Regions from separate parts of the Mus musculus genome. Here region 2 is linked to region 1. A link is a contact called in public HiChIP or PLAC-seq data. All regions are on one chromosome and are shown on one strand. The core of a region is the stretch at or near the end of the contact, and the rest is flanking DNA. Distances in the headings are between cores, read along the strand shown.

Region 1 (3,873 bases), core at 191-2,690:
GAAGGCATGGGAACTTCCACCATGTGGAGTTCAGGGATAGCACTCATGTTACCAGGTTACCAGACTTGAGCACTTTTCTAGACTCAAATGACGTATTGTACCTGTGAGTTGGTTACTCCTGAACCATTTCCTCTCGTCCAGTCTAAGACCTCTTTCCTCTGGACCAAGACTCTCTTGCAGAATCTGGCATCTTGTGCTGTGGTGGTTCTTCCTGCTTGTGCCCTCCCTTGGGCATCACTGAAGATGCTGGTCCCATCTCCCACACTGTACCTCAGAGCCTACACACAGGCATTTAGGGCACTGTTCCCTACTTTGGAGCCACATACTAGACACCTAAAACTGGCCCACCCTTTAAGAGCTTGTTCACTGAGATTTAAGGTTTTTGTGAGTTCAAAATGATCCAGGACTAGTGCGGATTAAACTTACAACAGTTTTGTTTCACTCACAATAAAAAGGGTAAAATAAATAGAATAGTCGTCAACATCTGCATACCTCTGCCAACACACACACACACAAATGAGCACACATGCACATACTCCTACATATGTGTGCACACACACAAGCACACCCATATGGACAATACCAACATTTCCCTGTTCCTTCCCACCTACCTAGCTCCTGCCTCATGCTAAGCCCTTCAGTCTAGCTCCGACCTGTGGCTGTTCCTTCTACCTGGGACTCTCTTTCCCTAAAGTACCCTGAGCTTACTACTCCGCCTGCTTCAGAGCTTTAGCTAAAAGCCACGTGGTCCCTGAGGACCAGCCTGAGAACTATATGCTCTACTGCCACCTCACCCTACCCCACACCCACACCTCTGATCCCTGACCCTGCTCTGTGATTTCCCCCATCCATTAGCCATTTCCCCAATAATTTTATATCAACGGAGTCACAGAGTGCTGGGTATTTGATTGCACCCTAGTCTGAATGTATCTATAAGGACAAAGTAAAGCAGACTGATGCTGTCAGTGTGGGAGCGCCTCACCACTGAAGGTCCAATCAGGCCAGAAGGCAGAGGAAGGAAGACCCGGCATTCCTCCTGGCTTCCTCCTCGGCTCTGAGGCTGCAGTTAATAACAACGCTTCTCCGACTGTTAGACTTTGGAAGAACTACGGTTGTGGCTCTATCAGGTCATAGCTATGGCCCTCAATTCTTTGTCATAGAAATAATTGGGGAGATGGTGCATGACAGGGTCTGCCCAAGACTCTTCCTGGGGAGAGCTGCAAAATCAAGGAGGATGAAGCCTGCAGTTTTTTTTTCTACCTTACTTAGAAAAGTAAAGCGGAGACCTTTACAGGCAAAAGAGAAAGCCTAAGGAGCCTGTTCCAAGGTGGCTGGCTCGTTTTGAGAAGCTCCCACCACAGACTGCAGGAGCCAGGGAGCTTACACAACCCGCACTGCACTTACAACAACAGGCACTCTAACTGGAACAAAGGCTGCAGCTGGAGTGGCAGCCACATTAGCAGAAGGAAGTGCTAGGAGAATAAAAAGGGTGGGAGGTGGCGGGGAGCTGAGGTAGGGGGCTGCCACTGTCCACAGGCTGGGTACTTAGTACTCTATGGAGCAGAAACAGGATGCTGTTTTTACAAAGTGCCCGCATGGGCATCTTGGTAGCACTCTGTTGTCATGGTTGTTGTTAAGAAACTCAAGTACCATGGGACTGTGTGCTGTCCAGCCAGGAGAGCACAGCTAGACAAAGGGGAAGATGCTTCCCATCTGGCTCATGCATGTGGCACTAGGTATCTATTAGGGACTTACACATGGTACTTTGTCTCTACAGGAGACTTGCACGTGATACTTTGTATTTACAGGGGATTTGCCCATAGTCCTTTGTATCTACCGGGGACTTGCCCATGCTATTTTGTATCTGCAGGGGATTTGCCCACCTACAACACTGCCCTTGACAGCAGAAAGGATCCCAGGGAGTAAGTAGCCAGCATTTGTAGCCTATACCCTGAAGGAAAAACAGGAAACTGTGAGGAGCAGCTGAGACTCCATCCTCGGACTAGCATCTGTAATCAGATCATTGAAAGCCAGACCCAGAGGAGAAAGAGCAGGCAACCACTGCAGAGGAATCCCCTGAATGAGACTCGTGGGGGCCTGGGAAGCAATGCACCCAGCTACCAGACCACTTCCCATGTCCCATTTTACTACCCGCTCTCCCTCCCTCCTCCACATCCATTCCTCCCTTACATAACATTCCCTGCCAATCTAGGAGACCAGATCTGTCTGCTAGATTGTTTTTCCCCTTTTCTTCAATAAGAGGTCTAACAAAATGAACAGACAGTTCTCAAAAGATGAAATACAAATGGTTAATGAAGACATCTTCAAAAACAAACAAACAAACAAAACTGTCCAACCACACTGGCATCAGAGAAATGCAAATCAAAACTTCTCGGAGCTTGCACCTCACCTCAGTCAGGGGGGCAGTATTAAGAAAGCAAGTAGTAACAAATGCTGGCGAGGATGTGGGCAAAGGAGCCTGGGGCACTGCTGGGGGGATGTAAACTGGTCCACCCAGGATGGAGTGCTCTCAAAAAAACCTGAAAATACACCTATCTCATATGACCCAGCTGTACTAACTCAGGGTATTTATTCAAAGAAGCTCAAGTCAACATCATCCCCAAGAGAGTTGTACATCAACGTTTACTACAGCACTATCCACAAAAGGTAAGTTATGGAACCAACCTAAATAAGTGCCTGCCAATAGAGACCTGAATAAGTGTGTGTGTGTGTGTGTGTGTGTGTGTGTGTGTGTGTGTGTGTGCGCGCAAAAATATCCAGCAGCAAAAGAACAGAGCGATGCAGAAAATTGATGCATTTTAAAGATCATGTTAAACAAATCAAGTCAATTACAGAAAGGCACATAATATGTCTCCTCTCATTTGTAGTTTTCAGATTTTATAGAAATACACAAAATCATGTATACATATATATATGTCGAATTTAAAATGTCAAGGGGGTTGGTCTTGCAAACTTTATATGCCTCAGTATAGGAGAACACCAGGGCCAAGAAGTGGGAGTGGGTGGGTAGGGGAGTGGGGGAGTATGGGGGACTTTTGGGATAGTATTTAAAATGTAAATGAAGAAAATACCTCATAAAAATATATAAAATAAAAAAATGTCAAGGGGGACAAAAGGGGTCAATTTCTAGAAAGCAGGAGAGGGGGAAGGGAGGGTAGGGAGGTATGGAAAATATAGTCAGGATACAATATGTGCATGTTTAAGAGCTTAAAGAAAAAGTTAATTAAATTTCAAAAAGAAACATGAAAAGAAAGCTCTCTGATATTCGTCTGTGTCAGCTGGGTCACTCCTTTTCCACCTTACGTATAAAGGGCCAATGAAATCCATACAAATAAGAAAACACCCCAGAAAAATAAAATAAAAATGACTGCGTAGCCCAGTCCAGGGTGAACACACACCCAACAGGAAGCTCTCCACCAACATACCACACACCTTCGTTGGCACCCACTTGACCTCAGTGCTCCCCAGTTGGAAGGCAAGCCATGAAGACAGAACCCTGGGTGTGTCTGTCTTTGTAGCCCCACTGTCCGAGAACTGCTCAAAAGATATTGGCTGACTGTGTAGTAGGTCTCACAGGCTGCCATGGCAGAGGAGAGGCAGGGGAAGGAGCCTGTCCTAGGAACAAAAGAGTACCAGGCACCCTCTGCAAACAGTCTGGGCTTCCAGAAACTTCCTCAACTTCCTGGCTGGCTCACATTCTGTTGTCCCTCCCCTTGCCACGCCTCTTCCGTTTCTCTAGTCATATCATCCAACACGACTTCTCAGCTCCACCCAGCACCTCTCAGGCTGAGTCTGCTAAACACAAATCTATACATATACATGAAGCCCCTACCTTCATACCAGAAATGTTCT
Region 2 (3,847 bases), core at 940-3,439, 690 kb before region 1:
AGCTATTCACTGGACCATGGGCAACTTACCAATGGCTACACCACTGAAGAAAATGACTCTTTATCCCCGGTATGGTAGGGTACTGCAACACTCATGACTTGTTCCTGAAACCCTGATGAGGAGCCGCAAGGGAATGTGCAGAAAGGCAGAGGTCAGGTTGGAAATGAACTCTCTGATAGAATTACACAAATGACCACAGCAACCGAGAAGCTCAGTATGATTATTATGTCCAGCACGGGGAGGTGTTAGCTTCTCTCAGAAGGAGGTCCCTGTAGGCCTGCTGTCTCAGATTATAAATACCAGGAGGAGAAAGCTGCAGTTACTAGTTTCTGTACACATTTGTCAATTATTTACACTGGCACCCCTAAGGAAGGCTTTTCATCCATCAAATCCTTGCCAAGGGAAGGATTCAGCACTCCCATGGGACTGAGGTATTGAGGTTCTTGTTGTGGCTGTACCCACATCAATACTATTATATCTTCCTCTCCCTACACTGGGGCTTCGTGTACCTCCCCCATGGCCATGATAGAGTGTTTAAGGGTCCAGTTTGTGTAGATCTTGTAAGGTATCCACAGTTGCTGTGTGTTCTTAATTTCAGTGGCTATAAGTAGGAGACAGAATTTCTTAGCACCCATCCTATCTTCTAACTCTTATGTTCTTTTTCTACCTTCTTCTACTATGGTCTGGGAGGGAGCGATATCCATTTCCTATTTAGGACTGAGCACTTACCAGTCACTTAGGCTCAAATCATTAACCTGCTCTGAATTTCTGTACAACAAAACTTCTGTGTCCGAAGCTGAGGACAGTGCTGGTATGTGCATATACACATACATATGTAAAGGGCAGGCTGGTTGTAAGTCCATTCAACAAACCAATAAAAGTAGATTCTCCGCTCTAGCCTGTGACCTTCCCAGCCACAGGCTTCTTGACTAGGTTAATGTATTAGGCATGTATTCCCTATGGAGCAGTCCTCAAACCCAGTAAGAAAGTGCTTACTCTAGCTGTGCCACTGTTAGCCCAGATAGCAAATCTTGCTTGGAAGGTTGGCATTGCACAGCATCCACAGTGGTCATTTTTATCCTCCAGTAGCCTATATGTCACCTTCCAGCACTATATTATCTATCTATCTATCTATCTATCTATCTATCTATCTATCTATCTATCAATCAATCACTTATTATCTATCATTCATCTATATATGTATCTTTCATCTATCTATCTATCTATCTATCTATCTATCTATCTAATCTATCATCTATTATTTTCAAATCATCTAGTATCTTTCATCTATCTATCTATATCTATCATCTATCTATCCATGTGTCTTTCATCTATCTATGTATTTTCATCTATCAATCATCTAGTATCTTTCATCTATTTATCTATCTATCTATCTATCTATCTATCATCTATCTCTTTCATCTATCAATCATCTATCTATCTATCTTTCACCTATCTATCAATTATCTATCTATCTATCTATCTATCTATCTATCTATCTATCTATCTTTCACCTATCTATCAATTATCTATCTATCTATCTATCTATCTATCTATCTATCTTTCACCTATCTATCAATCATCTATCTATCTTTCACCTATCTATCTATCTATCTATCTATCTATCTATCTATCTATCTATCATCTGTTTGAGATAGGTAGGATCTCAGATAGTCCAGGCCCTGACCTCAAAATGTAGCCAAAGTGGTCTTGAGTTCCTGTTCTCTATCCTTCTGTCTCTGCTTTCCAAGTACTGGGATGGTAGTACAGCAACTGGCTACCATTATGATTAACATGCAAAACCTACGCCTGTAAACAGGGTTCACTGGATCCTTGGACATGATGTTTGCAGCATGTATGTGATTGTATAGGAGTGGAGAGAGCAAGTGATGTGAAGGCAGCTGTGATTCCTCCATGAACCACGAGAACTTGATAGTTTACACTGATACAGAAACACTTCTATCCCAGCGACCCCAACTATGTCTTTGGCTATAAATGGCTATTTGGTTGGATAAGAATTATCATCAAGAGAGGCACAGGACTATAAAGAGCAGACACTTTCTTTCACTGAAATATTTGGGAATAAGGAGTTCCTCACCTTTCTTTCTGCTTTGGTGTCTAAGCTCACAGGAGGCCATGTGCTCTGTAGTCACTGTTGCTTCCGCATGCATCACGACTGTGTCAGAGGAGATGCCAGTCCAGAAAAACACTGTTCCCACTGTGCAATGTCAGAAGCTCTCAAGTGCTATTCAGACAGACAAACAAAAACTAACTTGGGTTGGAATGTGAAAAACTCTTGTGTGGATGTGTTTTCAATCGTTAAAGCCATTTTTCTCCTGTAATTACTGGAGCCAGGAGTTGATTAAATTGGGGAAAACTTGTTTATTTTTGTTGTTGTTACTGTCAAGATAGCTTCCATTCTTGTAGGACACATTACAACCACATCTTAATAGCTTAATTTGAATTACTTTGTAACGGGCTGAATTAACACCACATTTTACTTGTAACTTAAGGATCAGCAGCTGCCCTAGGCTACAGTAAAGCCAGGGGTCCATTCACTCAGGCATAGAAAACAAGTCTGCTTTCCCTGGGGGCCAGGGGTGGGGGTGGGGGCTTTCCTATACACAGACTAGTGCTTTGATAAAGAGTTTCTCTTCCTAATGAGTCTAATGTTGAAGACAGGTGGGTTCAAGAGGTTTTATTTTACAGTTATATGTGCGTGTGCGTGTCTGCAAATGCCAATCTCATGACTTAGGTGGCACAATGAGCTGTTTGTGCTCACACATATGCCGACAGCATTTGTTTTATGCACCTGCTTCTTCTCCAGTTCCAGCTTGCTTCCATCTTTTTTGCTTTTGTTTAAATGTGCAGGCGTTTGCTGAAGTGGAGCCACTCAGAGAGCATCTGGGCTCACACGGGGTTTAAAACTGAAGCCACATTTGAACCGTTTCTCCTCTCTGGATCTGGTGAGCAATGTGAACAGCTTTTTCATATCCTGCAGTGCTGACGTTCTTCCGTGATGATAATCCTCAGTTTGGAGCTGGCTCCTCGATTTACGTCAGGTTCCCATGGGTCTCACAGAAACGCCTATCATCTACACAGGACTTTAAAGTCCCTTTCAATCGTGGTGAATTTATTCACACGTGGTCTCTTCACCACCCCCCTTGAATGTCAGAAAGAGGTCCAGGGATTAGTTCATGGCCATACAGACACCAGGTTATGTCCATTCAATTCATTCTCTTCTCAATGCCCAGGAAAGGAGAGAACTTTTAGTCTCACCACACACAGCAATTTTTTCTTAAATGCCACACTACAGAGTCAGGTGTGTAGGGTTAGGTTTACAAGTGGAAGAGACTCTGGCTTCTTTAGGTCATGACAGGTGCAGGCAAAACCTTTAGTGTATTGATCTCTTATTTATCTAAAGCAAGGTCTTTGGAGCTCAAACTTGGGATTCCTCTGCCTCCTTTAGTCTTTGGAGCGCTGGGATTGCAGCGTATGCCTGGCAGGGCTACCCAACCTCTCCTTAAGAAGCTATTTTTTGATGGTTTCTGAAATCTAAGAGTTATTTCTCTGGAATTCTCTGGGCAGGCAAAGGCTTTAGGTCAGGATTATTTTCCAGGTGAATTCTCCAAAGAACGTAGAATTGAGGTAGCAGCTGCCATGATCTATGTGAGGTCAAATTTGGGACGGATCAGATACACGGTACCTGTCACAAGAGCCCCTTGGCAACGTGTGACAAAGGAGCACTAAGAAGGCTTCCAGCATCTTACTAAATGTTGACAAAAATGTGTTTCCTGGTCCTCGTTCCATTTGGGACTTACAAGTGCCTCTGGCATTCAGTATATCA

What was found. HiChIP or PLAC-seq counts read pairs in DNA pulled down with a chosen protein or histone mark.
Region 2: an H3K4me3 HiChIP or PLAC-seq map of embryonic basal ganglia shows a contact between it and region 1, with 5 times the contacts expected there. The contact joins two enhancer-like sites. A contact is called at or near these places in 1 of 15 datasets of contacts at CTCF or cohesin (large pre-B cells), 7 of 484 Hi-C or Micro-C datasets (CD4 T cells, CD8 T cells, nephron progenitors and 2 more) and 4 of 115 datasets of contacts at active chromatin or transcription factors (VIP interneurons, embryonic basal ganglia, large pre-B cells and 1 more).

What each region holds. Positions count from the first base shown.
Region 1 is chr4:33,547,373-33,551,245 of GRCm38.p6, reverse strand. No RefSeq gene overlaps it. Among named protein-coding and RNA genes, the nearest start is that of Gm32893, 19 kb to the left of the region's middle. Within about 2 kb of position 1,440, at least 21 of the 459 cell types and tissues checked have an H3K27ac peak or open chromatin away from gene starts, as enhancers often do. A contact at or near this core is called in VIP interneurons and embryonic basal ganglia, where this site is marked.
Region 2 is chr4:34,240,228-34,244,074 of GRCm38.p6, reverse strand. No RefSeq gene overlaps it. Among named protein-coding and RNA genes, the nearest start is that of Gm33286, 66 kb to the left of the region's middle. Within about 2 kb of position 2,189, at least 23 of the 459 cell types and tissues checked have an H3K27ac peak or open chromatin away from gene starts, as enhancers often do. A contact at or near this core is called in VIP interneurons and embryonic basal ganglia, where this site is marked.